Linked DNA regions of Mus musculus: regions 1, 2 and 3 are each linked to region 4. A link is a contact called in public HiChIP or PLAC-seq data. All regions are on one chromosome and are shown on one strand. Each heading gives the region's core, a stretch centred on a gene start, on an enhancer-like site or on the middle of the called end of the contact. The rest is flanking DNA. Distances are from core to core; before and after follow the strand shown. Region 1 overlaps 4932412D23Rik (RIKEN cDNA 4932412D23 gene). Region 2 has its middle 66 kb from the start of Gm29960. Region 3 overlaps Gm29960 (a long non-coding RNA gene). Region 4 holds the start of Gap43 (growth associated protein 43).

Region 1 (2,913 bases), core at 395-2,894, 410 kb before region 4:
TCAGCGTAGACATTGATAATTCCAGAGGCTTTTTCATAACTCCTCAGGGCCCTGTCTCAGTGATATGCAAAGCAACATCATTAGCCTTTATTTCCTGCATTTCCCTCGACTAAGCAGCTCACTGCCAAGCCACTGGCATTGTTTGCTGATTCAGAAGACAAGGGTTCTGTGGAATGGAACTGAAGGCCTACTGTGTATCAGGAAATTAGATATGGATTAATCTTCAGTGAGGAGAAATCTAAGTAAGAGTTCAAAATTGCTCTTATCATAATTACATCTTGTGTTTTCAAAGGTCAAAATGCTAACCAAGCCTTCTTTTCAGGTCTGGAATAATCATGGTTCTAACTGTTTTTCTTAGCTTCATTAGCTAGTTTTCAGTGGCAGCAAAATGACCATTTGTGTGTGTGTGTGTGTGTGTGTGTGTGTGTGTGTGTGAGTGTGTGTAGCAGTTTCTGGCTGATGTTCATTTTCCAAAAGACTGTCTCTTTAACCTCAGTTGGATTTTCCTGCCTAAGAATGAGATGGGAGACTCTAAATTAAGCATCTAAAATGAAGGTGAGAAAGACAGCAGGGTATCTGAGTGAGAGAAAAACAATGTATAATTTTACCTTAGAAATGCGAGGTGTGAAGTCAGCAGAAGAACAGGTCATGGAGTCATGTTAGGACTGTGATATGCTGTTGGGACACATCTTATGAAATGTGTTAATCTAATGCTAGGCACACCCTGAAAGCCTGCCAGTCCAAAATGATGCTCTATCTTCAAGGGACTTGAAGAGCTTTGCATTTCTTAGAAGCATTGATCAATGTAAGTGCAGGTCGATAAAGGTTTTGTGTTTGCATTTAAATGCTAATCAATCACATTTTATTAAAAATTTAAGGCTAGGGTGAGAATGGAAAAGGTATGAGACTGTGCTTATGACAACAAAGTCAAACCGAGGTCCATTCTGAAATGACTTGGAAGCCTCTGGATGGTTGGAATGTTGGGCACCCATTCAAACAACAGATACGGCAGGTGGCAATGATATCCTGGGATTGGATTGAGACTAATGAGTGTTAATTGACAGGTCTCTACTCTGTCTTTTCAAAAGTCTGGGCAAATCAGCATGTGTTCAAGCTTTTCATTAATCATCCCCCAAATAGTTATAGGAATAAGGATTATAATCTTAAATGTTTTCAATACAATTTGAAAGGATACACTTAAAATTATAGTGACATAAACATAATTTAAGACCTACTATTTTAGCTAATTTTAAGATTACAGATTTGACATTTAGAGCCTTGACATTGCTCCATCTGTCCAGCCCTGGGGATACCTCAATCTACTTTTCCCACTATGTATTTGACTATCTAGATATATCATACAAAGCAGACTCATACAAGATTCATTTTTTTGGTAATTAGCTCATTTCACTTAGCACCATTTCCTTTAGTTTTACCTATAGTGTTGTATTTATCAAAATCATTTGCAAGGTTGAATAAAAGACTGTTGTATGTACGTGCCATGATTTATTTATCCATTTGGATGGCTTCCATCTTCTAGCTATTGTGCACAACTGCTAAAATGAACACGGGTGCATACCACCTGCTGGAGTCCCTTCTTTCCAATTCTTTTGCATATATAAGCGGAAACGGGATGGAAGGATTATGTAACTCTGCGTTCAGTTTTTGGAGGAGCCCTGTGCTTCTATCCAGAGCATCTGTTCCACTTTACATTCCCATAAGCAACCTGTAAGTGTTCCAGAAAGGATTAAAAAAAAAAAACCCAAAAGTTAAAAGAAAAACAGTAGGACATGCTGAGTAGGAAAGATGAGCTACAAAATGCAGAGTGGAAGAAAGTGCCTCTTCCCTTTCAATTGACAGAAACAAGAGCTCCCAAGTAGTGGGCCTTGTTTTTGCTGACCTAAGATCTGGATGTATGAACGCTGGGTCTTGGGAATGAGGGGGCACCCATAGACTGGAATAGACCCTCTCAGTCATTCCAGGGTGCTTTCCAAAGTGATTATTTTTTATGTATATGAAAAGGGTTATGAAACAATGTTCTAAAACCACAGAGATAAAGTAGGCATTAAAAGCAGGAGATATAAAGAAATAAAATACTCATTCAACAAAAACTAGTATTTTTTTCTTCTTCTTAGTTTTTTGTTTGAATACCTGGAGCTCTGGCTGGCTTGGAGCTCACTATGTAGACAGGCTGCTTCTAGTTCACAGATACTTACCAGCCTCTGTCTTATGAGTGTTGGCAGGAAAGGCCTGCACCACCATGGCTGGTCTGAAAGTGTGTTGTAGACACCTGGGTGTTAGGTCATAGTACAAGGACATCTAGGATGTTCTGTAGAGCAAACAACAACTAAAAATATTGAAGTGTATTTTTAGAGGGGTTCGTGTGTGTGTGTGTGTGTGTAGTACTGAGGACCATATGCAGGGTCCCTGAGTGTGAGGCAAACTATTTACTGTTGAGCTGCTACTACTCAATCCAGGCTCTGGTTTTTTTGTTGGTGAGGGAGCAGTAAGTCAACAGAATACAACATGAAAGAGAATCTGCTGGGAGAAAGGCAAGCAACGCGGTATTTTATGTGTGTCCTAGGTACTAGCCTAGGGTTTTAGGATTTGAACACAAAATCCCCCTCTGAACTCATTTGATTGTTCCTACTATGGAGGTCTAAAGAAGTGTCTGTTTCTCCCTGTGTTGGGGATATACCTACTCTGGGTAACTTGGGCAAGTTGGCAGACAAATGAACCCTCTGGACTACAATGGAACTATTTGCTAAAAATGTATACTTGCATTCTATGGACCAAGTATCAGGATTTAAAATTATCATTTGAATTGCAATTATAAAAACAAAACCAAATGGTGAATACTCAGCATGCCATTCTGAGGACTTCTTCCTGTTCCAGAGCCTGGGTTTGCCTTCC
Region 2 (3,003 bases), core at 319-2,818, 380 kb before region 4:
TCTATTGAGGGGGTAAAATTTTTTTTCTTTTTTTTTTATTACGTATTTTCTTCAATTACATTTCCAATGCTATTCCAAAAGTCCCCCCCCCCCACTCCCCTACCCACCCATTCCCATTTTTTGACCCTGGCATTCCCCTGTACTGGGGCATATAACGTTTGCCTGACCAATGGGCCTCTCTTTCCAGTGATGGCCGACTAGGTCATCTTTTGATACATATGCAGCTAGAGTCAAGAGCTCTGGGGTACTGGTTAGTTCATAATGTTGTTCCTCCGACAGGGTTGCAGATCTCTTTAGCTCCTTGGATACTTTCTCTAGCTCCTCCATTGGGGGCCCTGTGATCCATCCAATAGTTGACTGTGAGCATCCACTTCTGTGTTTGCTAGGCCCCAGGGTAGTCTCACAAGGGACAGCTATATCACCGTCCTTGCAACAAAGGCTTGCTAGTGTATGCAATGGTGTCATCGTTTGGAGGCTAATTATGGGATGGATCCCTGGATATGGCAGTCTCTAGATGGACCATCCTTTTGTCTCAGCTCCAAACTTTGTCTCTGTAAGAGAATTCTTGTTCTAACTAAGCAAGGTTCTGAGAAAAGAAAAGAAAAAAAAGATATTAATCTGAGCATTGATCTCATTTGGCTTTTGTTTTAGGAAAATCTGTTTCACATCACTCTTGTACCTTTCTATTGGTAAAGTACAGGAGAAATTATCTTCAAGGCTACCAGGTAACCTCTTTTGGCCCTGGGATAGAAACCTCAAGAATATGACATGACATAGATTGGAGGCAGGAACATTGGCAGTGAAATGCATCCTGGGACAATTAGGGAAGGAAGGGTCATGAAAAAGCAAAGAGAACTCAACCAACAGGTCTCAAGAAAGAGCAAGCTAGTGTTGATTTTTCTGCCAGTGTGCAGTCACTCACTGAGGTCACACCTGAGGTGAAGTCCAGTATCACCAACTATTTTAGCATTCTGTATCTGAAACTGTGCAGTAGGAAGAGCCCCAAGTTGAAACATGACCTCTTCTCGAACAGCACCACACCCTCCATTTCGGTGCCTCTACAGGAATAAGCACGATCATTTCTTCTGCTTGACAAGTGTGATCCACAAATCTCTAAAGAATTCTACTGTGCTAAATATTCACGAGGGTGTCTGACGGGGTAAGGCTAGGGAGATTACGCAGATACAGAAGAGAGCCAGGCAAGACATATAAAATGTGTTCTTGTTCACGTTGACAAAACAGGAAGGAAGTTCACTCATATATATGAAAGATTTTACTGGGACTTATGGGTAAAATAAATTTAACATCCTGATTATTAACATTTTTGGCACTAATTCCAACAAACAATAAGATTACAGAGACAGTGTTGTGTGGCTCATAACAACATGATTCCCTTCCTATTTAACTTCATTTTACTTAAAACATTTTTTTTTTTTTGCGTAAGGTATTTGGAGAAAGTATTTCTGTTTCCTAGTGAGAGAGAGGCCCCACCCCTTTCTTCATGGTGTGATGATTTCAGTCCAAACGCATCCAGTTTCTGGAAATGGCAAGTGAGACACTTGTTGCCATGGTGATTGTTAATAGTTCTGACTCAGATATAGTGTTGCCATAGCAACTGCATTGAAGCCCTTGGGAGGTGGTGCAGTCTCTCTCTCTCTCTCTCTCTCTCTCACTCTCTCACTCTCTCTCTCTCTCCATTTTTTTTTATCAGCAGAAAGAGGCTAAGAAGAACCATTTTAGTAGCTTCTCTCTGCTCTGCAGTGACGAAGCTTTCAAGGCTATTTCATCCATATGAAAGATTGTCCTGTTTCTGTGCTGATGGGGCAGACTCGCGTTGCTCTGCACTCTGCAGGAAGAATAAAGTCCCATGTATCACAGTAGCAAGCATATTACCTGCCTTTTAATGCGTTTTCATTTTGACCGTAATGGTTTCTAGTAACACAGGTCATCTCAAGTGACTAGATTAAGAATCTTCAGTGTCACTGGCAAGACAAGAAGAGCAAAGGTCAAAGCCTGAATAGGCAAACTTCATTGAGTTGCAGGCTGCCTCTGTCCCCTCTGCCTCTTCCCTGTGAAGATGGGAGGCATGGGGACAGACCTCTTTAGATCAACTAGGCTTCATTCTCTAGATTGTATACTTGTAAACCAGCATACACATACTTGGCTTTTAAAATGCGATCAGCACGCTGAAGGCCTTCAATATAAATATCACAAGCAAATGAGTAGACAGTCAGACAGCAGACATTAGTGTTTATTCATTCATTTCCCCGGAGACCACTCATCTAATTTTGCATCTCTGCAAGGCTTTTACTACATTCTGTTGTGCTCAGAGCTGCAAGCGGTCAGCAGGTCCGAGTTCTTGCTACTCTGAACCATGGGGCAGCTCTCTCACATCAGAGCCTATTCCAGTTTTCCGGTGTGGACTTCTGACATGGGGAGCAGCTGGAATGGGATTTAAGTGGCACTCCTCTGTGCAGCCTTGTCTCTGATCAGCAGATAGACAGAGCATCTCTAGACTGTCCTTGTGCTAAACAGGGACCGAATGCTCTGTAAGCCATGGGCCGAATGCTTCAAGGGGCTTCTCTGGTAGTCTGTCCTCAACTATCATGTTTATGGCCCCTCCCTTGTGCTCTCAGACTAAGATATTTTCTCCCCCGCTCCTTTTTTTTTTTTTTTTTTTTTTTTTAAGTAAAGCCCTCCTTGAGCATGACAATAATGTCCTTTTCTTTGTACATCTCACTGGGTTTAGCAGCCTGGCTCCATTTTACAGAAACCTAGTGAGACCATATTACATAAAGGAAAAGCAAATTAGGTGTGTGTTGACCTTGACTTCTATGTACCTTTTGATGGGGTTCTCTCTTCCTGCCACTAGAGGTAATACCTAGTTACCTAGTTACCTAGTTACAATGGGGGAAATATGGATGCTAGTGGGGAAGGCTGGCATTAATGGGAGCATCACCTAGATGCTGGAGAGGATGGTCCCTGAGCAATGACAAGCTTGGA
Region 3 (3,132 bases), core at 560-3,059, 310 kb before region 4:
GAAGGTCCTTAAGGACCTTGTGATTTTCACAGTGAGTCCACTCACTTGGCTGATGCTGGCCACACAGGAGGTAAACCCTGGTTGGTTAGAGTTGAATGAGTCAGAACACGGAACACACAGGTCTGATCAAGAAGAAAAGAGCAGTGTGACTCACTAAGGGATGCTGCGAGAGGAAAATGATTGAACAGGTAGGAGGATGAACCCAGAGACTTCCTATGTGGGTAACCACTGCTCTGGGGGCGAGTGACCCAGACCCACAAGAATCCAATAAGCTAGGTCTGAAGCATTAGCAAAAAAAAAAAAAAAAAAAAAAAAAAGACCAAATTTTATATTGCCCATGAATCTGGACAGGAACCTAGTGGTATTGTGCGGTTCCTATCAGCCTCCTTCCAATCTTTATGAAGATGTCAATTTACCAATGGAATCCTCCAAACAATTGTACCGAAAAGCCATTACCACCTACACCAAGCAACATTCATGATTTTAGTTGTTCTTCTCAGCACCTATAATCATTCAATAAGCTATAAGTCACTTATATTTTCTCTGTGGTGCTGACAGAAAACTCCAGAACTTTGTCACTGTTTTATCTCCAGTCCTTGAGCCACTGTTTGGTACACAGCAGATGCTGGGGGACATCTGTGAAGAGTCAGGTGACTGAGGGAAGGGATGAACTTGGGAGTCTACAGCATTCCTCCTGTTATGCTGTGTGCACCTGTGGAGGTAAAGGCATTTGGATACACTCCCTGCCTTCAATGTGATGGTTAAAGGCAAAGGAAAGAAAACAATGGTCTCTAAACACTGTGCCTGTTACACTGCTGAGAGTCACATAGGGGAACAGGAAAGAGAGACCTCTAACACTGCTGGCTGCAAGAGGGCACAGGAGGCTCAGAATTTTCCTCAGAGGATGGCTGTCTCAGCTTGAAAATGAGTGAAATGAGCTAGATGATAAATGGGTGAAATGAGCTAGATGATAAAGAAAGTAGCGTCTTCTCCCTGTCACAGAGGTCTTGGATATACAGAGCTTCACTTGGAGGCACTAAATATAGTGATCAGTTAACCACAGGTATCAATCCAATGGTTTGTACTCATAGTTCTATCTGTAGGCCGTACAGACAACCACTGACCATCAGAGTTGTGGTAGTATTATCTAGGGCCATACCACTCTGACCTGACCACTGTCAACCTCATTTGATCTTAGAAGCTACGCAGGCTCAGGGCTGGTTAGTACTTGAGTGGGAGAGCTGTCCAAGGGAGATAGAGTCCACCAAAACTAGGGATTTCAGATTTTTAGATGTGGCCCTAGATTGGAAATCAAGACAAAGGTTACATAGCAATAAAACAACAACAAAATAATAATAAAAGTGTGCGTGTGGGGTGACAACAATAACAACAAAACCTACCTGGAATTACAGTTTCCTTCTTAAAGAAAACATTAGGAATGTTTATTCTATGATGATCATCCACTTATGTTAAAGAAAGAACACAAGTACCATTTAAAGACAGGGAGGGAGAGACTGGGCTAGGGGTGGGAGGGGAAACTGCAGTCGGGATGGAATACATTAGAGAAGAATAAAAATTAAAACAAACAAACAGTGTACGGTGATGTCAAGTTGATAGCTTAGACACCAGCCATGGCAGGATTGGTTTCAGCGTGGAGTCGATACAAATACAATTTTCTCCCAGCTGCTTTTGTCAGTAGGCATGAGCACGAGTTCTAAGGATGAAAGGGTGTGCTGCTTAGGAGCCTGTGCTGGCTGGGTTGGCAGAACATGGAGGGAGAACACAAGAAGGAAAGGGCAGTGGGGCTGCTCTCCTGAGGGTAGCTTCTGTGCCCTTAGTTCTGTGCAGCTGCTCTGTGCTCTGCCTCCAGGGAGCTGAGGGACAAATGTGGCTCTTGTTCCCAGCAACCACCCTCAGCCTGATTGCAGGCTGCAAGCTTCTGCAGGCCCTGTGGTCTTCATTTCATCACCAACCGGTCTTCCGCTTGAACTACAGGTTCTGAGATTCAAAACAATGAAAGCAGGCTTGATTCAACAGCTATTTTCTATTTTAGCATACATTAATGAAACTGATTTTAAATTTGGGCATGGTATAATTTTATGACTCTCATAAAAACAATTATTACTCACTTATTTGTTTTCATAATGTTCAGAAGTGACCAATGGTCCCTTACTAGTAATATTTTATAATCTTCTTTCCTATTTTAATTTTAGCATATATTTTATGCATTATATATTTTATGTTATAATACCTCATATTTTATGATTTATTCCAGTTCCCTTTGTTTATACTGAAATGCATTATCAACATTAACAGTTCTTGGTTACATATATTTAACAAATGTTTTCTGCATTTGTCTTTTTTTAAAAAAAAAGAATTTGATTTCTCAATATAGATAAAGTTACACGATCGGGGTTTCTTTTGAAATTTTTGATAAGATGGTTTCTAATGGGGGGGTCTGATGTTTTAGAACAAACAGGGGCTTTATACTTTATTATTCATTAAGTAATTCAGTTATCCAATGATTCTTATATAATTGCCATATTCAGGAAAGGACTCTTGTTTTAAGTGCTGGGAATATGAAAATAAGTAGTTTGGATCATATGTTACTGTAGCCCTTTGAAGGAGGATAGCTTTTACATTGTTTGAAGTGGGAGCTGCAAACTTTAACTGGAGTCACCTCTTGAAGGATCTCTTCCTAGGAGCCATAGACAAATGGGCAAATGACAAGCCCAGTGCTAGGAGTGGCATACCTCCCCTGGAGTTGTTGGTCAAGGTGTTCCCTATACATTCCAAGTAATACAGGCTACTCCCTGTTCTTGGTTACTCACCAGTATTTAGTGGTTAGACCCTATTGCGAAAGGGACCACATACTTTGGTCATTAGACCTAGAAAAAGCAAGTTGTTACTGACCATGAAGCCTCCTCCCTGTTAGCCAGCTAGCTCTCATAGTACAGGAAAATGCTTCGTAGTTGCTGGAGGGAATGCCATCATTAGTTTTGTCTGGCTGTGAACTCTGTGAACTACAGTGACCAGCATGGCAAGGTGTGCTCACGGGTGCAAGAGGGACATGAATGGTATAGAGGTAACCAACCATTTTCTGATCCGATTTAAAAACCACTTCACAGGAGG
Region 4 (2,881 bases), core at 272-2,771:
CTGACTCTGGCCATCTTTTAAAAGGCGTGCCCCTTAATCTATTAAGTAGGCTCTCAGCAGTTCCAAAATAAACATGATAGCACGTTGTCTGCCCGTTGTCTGTTAAAAAAAGTTCATGTCTAGGAGGGATAAAGAACAACATGAGCTATTTAATTAGATACTTGTCATCAGTAATGAACAATAAGAAATCATCTGGAAAGTTCTTTGACGTAGTCACTTAGAAATGTTACCAACATTTCAGAAAAGTTGTCTGTAAAACTACCTATGTCAAGAGTGGCTCCAGAGTGTCCTGTGCACATTGCCTCCCGTCCTAAAATGTGTTGGCATGACTGACATTATTATAGCCACTTTATAGATGTAAAGGGCTCTCCAAGGCCACACAATACCAAATGTCTAAACTTTGCACAATACAGATTTACAAGTCATATCGCCCCCCTCCCCCCAGAATAGCAGAGGCACTAGAAGGAACTGAGGTGGACTTCATGGTATGCATCTTTCCTCAAGACAGAGTTTACCTGTGTCCATTGCTCTCAGAATGTAAGACATTAAATGTTAGTGTTACAGAAATCTGTCATTCACAGACACTAAGCTAATTAGAAAGAATCACAACTGTCAAAGAAGCTTGTGTGCATAAGCAAATAACCCACTATGTAGTTTTAGATATGGAGTCTAATTCCTAGACCATAGTTTATTCCACATTCAAGTGCTCAGAATGCTTGACTGCTGTGTGTGTGTGTGTGTGTGTGTGTAGCGTACTGACACATTTGTAGGTGATATATTTGTGCATAGCTAAGAGTATCATATGTGTGCAGTTAGGTTATATAAATAAAATCAGTTAGTGTTGAGAAAACTGAACCTCCATGATTATCAACTGCGCGTAAAATCTAATGGCAGCTGTAACTTATGTGCACCTCTAGGTCCTCTTTGCATTTTCCTTCTTGTGGTACTGGGAAAGAGGAGAGTTAGAAAAGAAACAGGAGCATTCCTCGGGCCCCACTTCCCTAAAACATGTTCCATCCAATCTCTCCAACTCTCTGGAATATCCTTTCTACCCCCACCCCATAGCCCTCCCAATGCAGTGCGGAAAGTCAGTGGGTAATTGGGTCCAGATTGGAGGTGTTTAAATATTCATGAGGCTGGCAGGGGACTGGGAGGGGGTGACTGTCTAGAAATGGGGGTAGGGGCTACGGGAAGTGATTAGTCACTGGAAGCTAGCAAACAATTCTGAGAAAGGGACCCAGGGAGAAGGAAGAAAAAGATTGGGTGGGGAGTGGAGGAAAGAGGAGAAGGAAGGAAGGAAAAGGAGAGAGGAAGGAAAGAGGAGGAAGGGACGAGAGGGAGAGAGAGGGGGAGAGAGGGAGAGAGAGAGAGAGAGAGAGAGAGAGAGAGAGAGAGAGAGAGAGAGAGAGAGAGAGAGAGAGAGAGAGAGAGAATGTGCGTGTGCGGTGAGCAATAGCTGTGGACCTTACAGTTGCTGCTAACTGCCCTGGTGTGTGTGAGGGAGAGAGAGAGAGAGAGGGAGAGGGAGGGAGAGGGAGGGAGGGAGGGAGAGCGCGCTAGCGCGAGAGAGCGAGTGAGCAAGCGAGCAGAAAAGAGGTGGAGAGGGGGGGAATAAGGAAGAGAGGAGGAAAGGAGAGAAGGCAGGAAGAAGGCAGGGGAAGATACCACCATGCTGTGCTGTATGAGAAGAACCAAACAGGTAGAGCTAAAGATTTCTTTTTTACTTCTTTGCTGTTGTGAAATTATCAGAGTACAGGGTTTCCTCGTGAAAGGCAGAAAAAAAAATTTTTTTTTTTAAAAAAAAACTGCTTCTGCCCTGGCATGATGCTCTGGCTTCCTTAGCATACGGTAACTGATGCTTGCATCCCGGCGTTATTCTTTTCTGCCTTTCATGATCTGGTTTTTGGAATGCTGCTACTAATTAGGGTAAGGGGAGAGAAATATGCCGGCTTGGCTAGAAATATGATTCCCCTCGCCTATTAGTAAGTGCTCAGCCGCTAGGTCTCTGGTTTTGAGGGTGTGGATGCAGAAAGGGGTGTGGGGACGATGTGGGCTCTATCTACGAGATCAAAAAAGCTAATCTTGATATTATTTGTGGAAAATTAGGTCTGGGGGAATTATAGTCACATTTCAACATTGCCTGTTCCGTGATTCAAATTTTCTCACATGTGCCGCGGAAGATACCTGATTTCGTGCTCGCGTGAGCTTCAAAGGGGCGCAGGTGTATGTGGGAAAACATGTGAAGGTTTTATTTATTTATTTAACGAATGAATGAAACTGATTTAGGAGATTTTTTATTTTTTAAAGAGAGCCTAAAGACAACAAGGGTTGGGGGAGAACTGCCTATGCCGAGGGGGAAAACCCCCTTCCTGAGATCAGGAACGGATTGTGTGCCAGCTGGTCCGGGAAGAGGATGGACCACGCCCCTAGGAGCTTTGAGCTGAGATGGGATGGGAAAGGGGAGCCGAGCCCGTATTACCTGTTGGAAACCGGGGCTTTTCTCTTTCCCCTCTTCCTGTGAGTCTTTGCTGGCATTAGCAGTGACCTGAGGTGTGTTAATATCCTGGAGGAGGGTGACTCGTGGTCCTCAGGATGAGGGACTGTCCAAGAGGAGCTAGAATCCCAATCCCCCACCTCCCCTCCCCCACCGCCTAGATTATTTTTTTCCATTTTATTTCAAATTGCTCACTTATTTCGTGAAAGACGTTTTAGAAACTTAATTGAGGTGAGGGTGCTTGGGATCCTGCAGTCATCCACAGCACAGGAACGCTCTCCAAATGTAGCCTTCAAACACCCCTAGGAGCATGTTTGAGTGATTTTTAGAGAAGGTTAAGAAAGAAAAAAATGGGTGTGGGGTTGGAATGAGTGTGTGTGCCTGTGT

Evidence for each region. HiChIP or PLAC-seq counts read pairs in DNA pulled down with a chosen protein or histone mark.
Region 1: an H3K4me3 HiChIP or PLAC-seq map of forebrain shows a contact between it and region 4, with 6 times the contacts expected there. The contact joins the enhancer-like site here to the promoter of Gap43 in region 4. A contact is called at or near these places in 2 of 39 promoter capture datasets (cranial neural crest and hippocampal neurons), 1 of 15 datasets of contacts at CTCF or cohesin (the NIH/3T3 cell line), 3 of 484 Hi-C or Micro-C datasets (the N1E-115 cell line, cerebral cortex and forebrain), 7 of 115 datasets of contacts at active chromatin or transcription factors (SST interneurons, embryonic basal ganglia, embryonic forebrain and 4 more) and 4 of 9 other capture datasets (adipose tissue, liver, macrophages and 1 more).
Region 2: an H3K4me3 HiChIP or PLAC-seq map of forebrain shows a contact between it and region 4, with 6 times the contacts expected there. The contact joins the enhancer-like site here to the promoter of Gap43 in region 4. A contact is called at or near these places in 4 of 39 promoter capture datasets (the HPC-7 cell line, cranial neural crest, embryonic stem cells and 1 more), 2 of 484 Hi-C or Micro-C datasets (the N1E-115 cell line and cortical neurons), 8 of 115 datasets of contacts at active chromatin or transcription factors (VIP interneurons, embryonic basal ganglia, embryonic forebrain and 5 more) and 2 of 9 other capture datasets (adipose tissue and liver).
Region 3: a contact with region 4 is called in an H3K27ac HiChIP or PLAC-seq map of VIP interneurons, with 6 times the contacts expected there. The contact joins the enhancer-like site here to the promoter of Gap43 in region 4. A contact is called at or near these places in 2 of 39 promoter capture datasets (embryonic stem cells and hippocampal neurons), 2 of 484 Hi-C or Micro-C datasets (cortical neurons and embryonic fibroblasts), 7 of 115 datasets of contacts at active chromatin or transcription factors (VIP interneurons, embryonic forebrain, embryonic hindbrain and 4 more) and 2 of 9 other capture datasets (adipose tissue and liver).

Annotation. Positions count from the first base shown.
Region 1 is chr16:42,747,617-42,750,529 of GRCm38.p6, reverse strand. All of the region lies in intron 1 of 4932412D23Rik (RIKEN cDNA 4932412D23 gene), which reads left to right. Among named protein-coding and RNA genes, the nearest start is that of Gm29960, 96 kb to the right of the region's middle. Within about 2 kb of position 1,644, at least 7 of the 459 cell types and tissues checked have an H3K27ac peak or open chromatin away from gene starts, as enhancers often do. A contact at or near this core is called in forebrain, where this site is marked.
Region 2 is chr16:42,716,791-42,719,793 of GRCm38.p6, reverse strand. No RefSeq gene overlaps it. Among named protein-coding and RNA genes, the nearest start is that of Gm29960, 66 kb to the right of the region's middle. Within about 2 kb of position 1,568, at least 65 of the 459 cell types and tissues checked have an H3K27ac peak or open chromatin away from gene starts, as enhancers often do. A contact at or near this core is called in the N1E-115 cell line, VIP interneurons, cortical neurons and 4 more, where this site is marked.
Region 3 is chr16:42,648,673-42,651,804 of GRCm38.p6, reverse strand. The region is part of intron 1 of Gm29960 (a long non-coding RNA gene); the gene reads left to right. Among named protein-coding and RNA genes, the nearest start is that of Gm29960, 2.4 kb to the left of the region's middle. Within about 2 kb of position 1,809, at least 14 of the 459 cell types and tissues checked have an H3K27ac peak or open chromatin away from gene starts, as enhancers often do. A contact at or near this core is called in embryonic fibroblasts, where this site is marked.
Region 4 is chr16:42,339,291-42,342,171 of GRCm38.p6, reverse strand. Gap43 (growth associated protein 43) reads left to right here and starts at 1,521. Exons shown (of 3, transcript NM_008083.2): 1 at 1,521-1,699. The coding sequence starts at 1,670.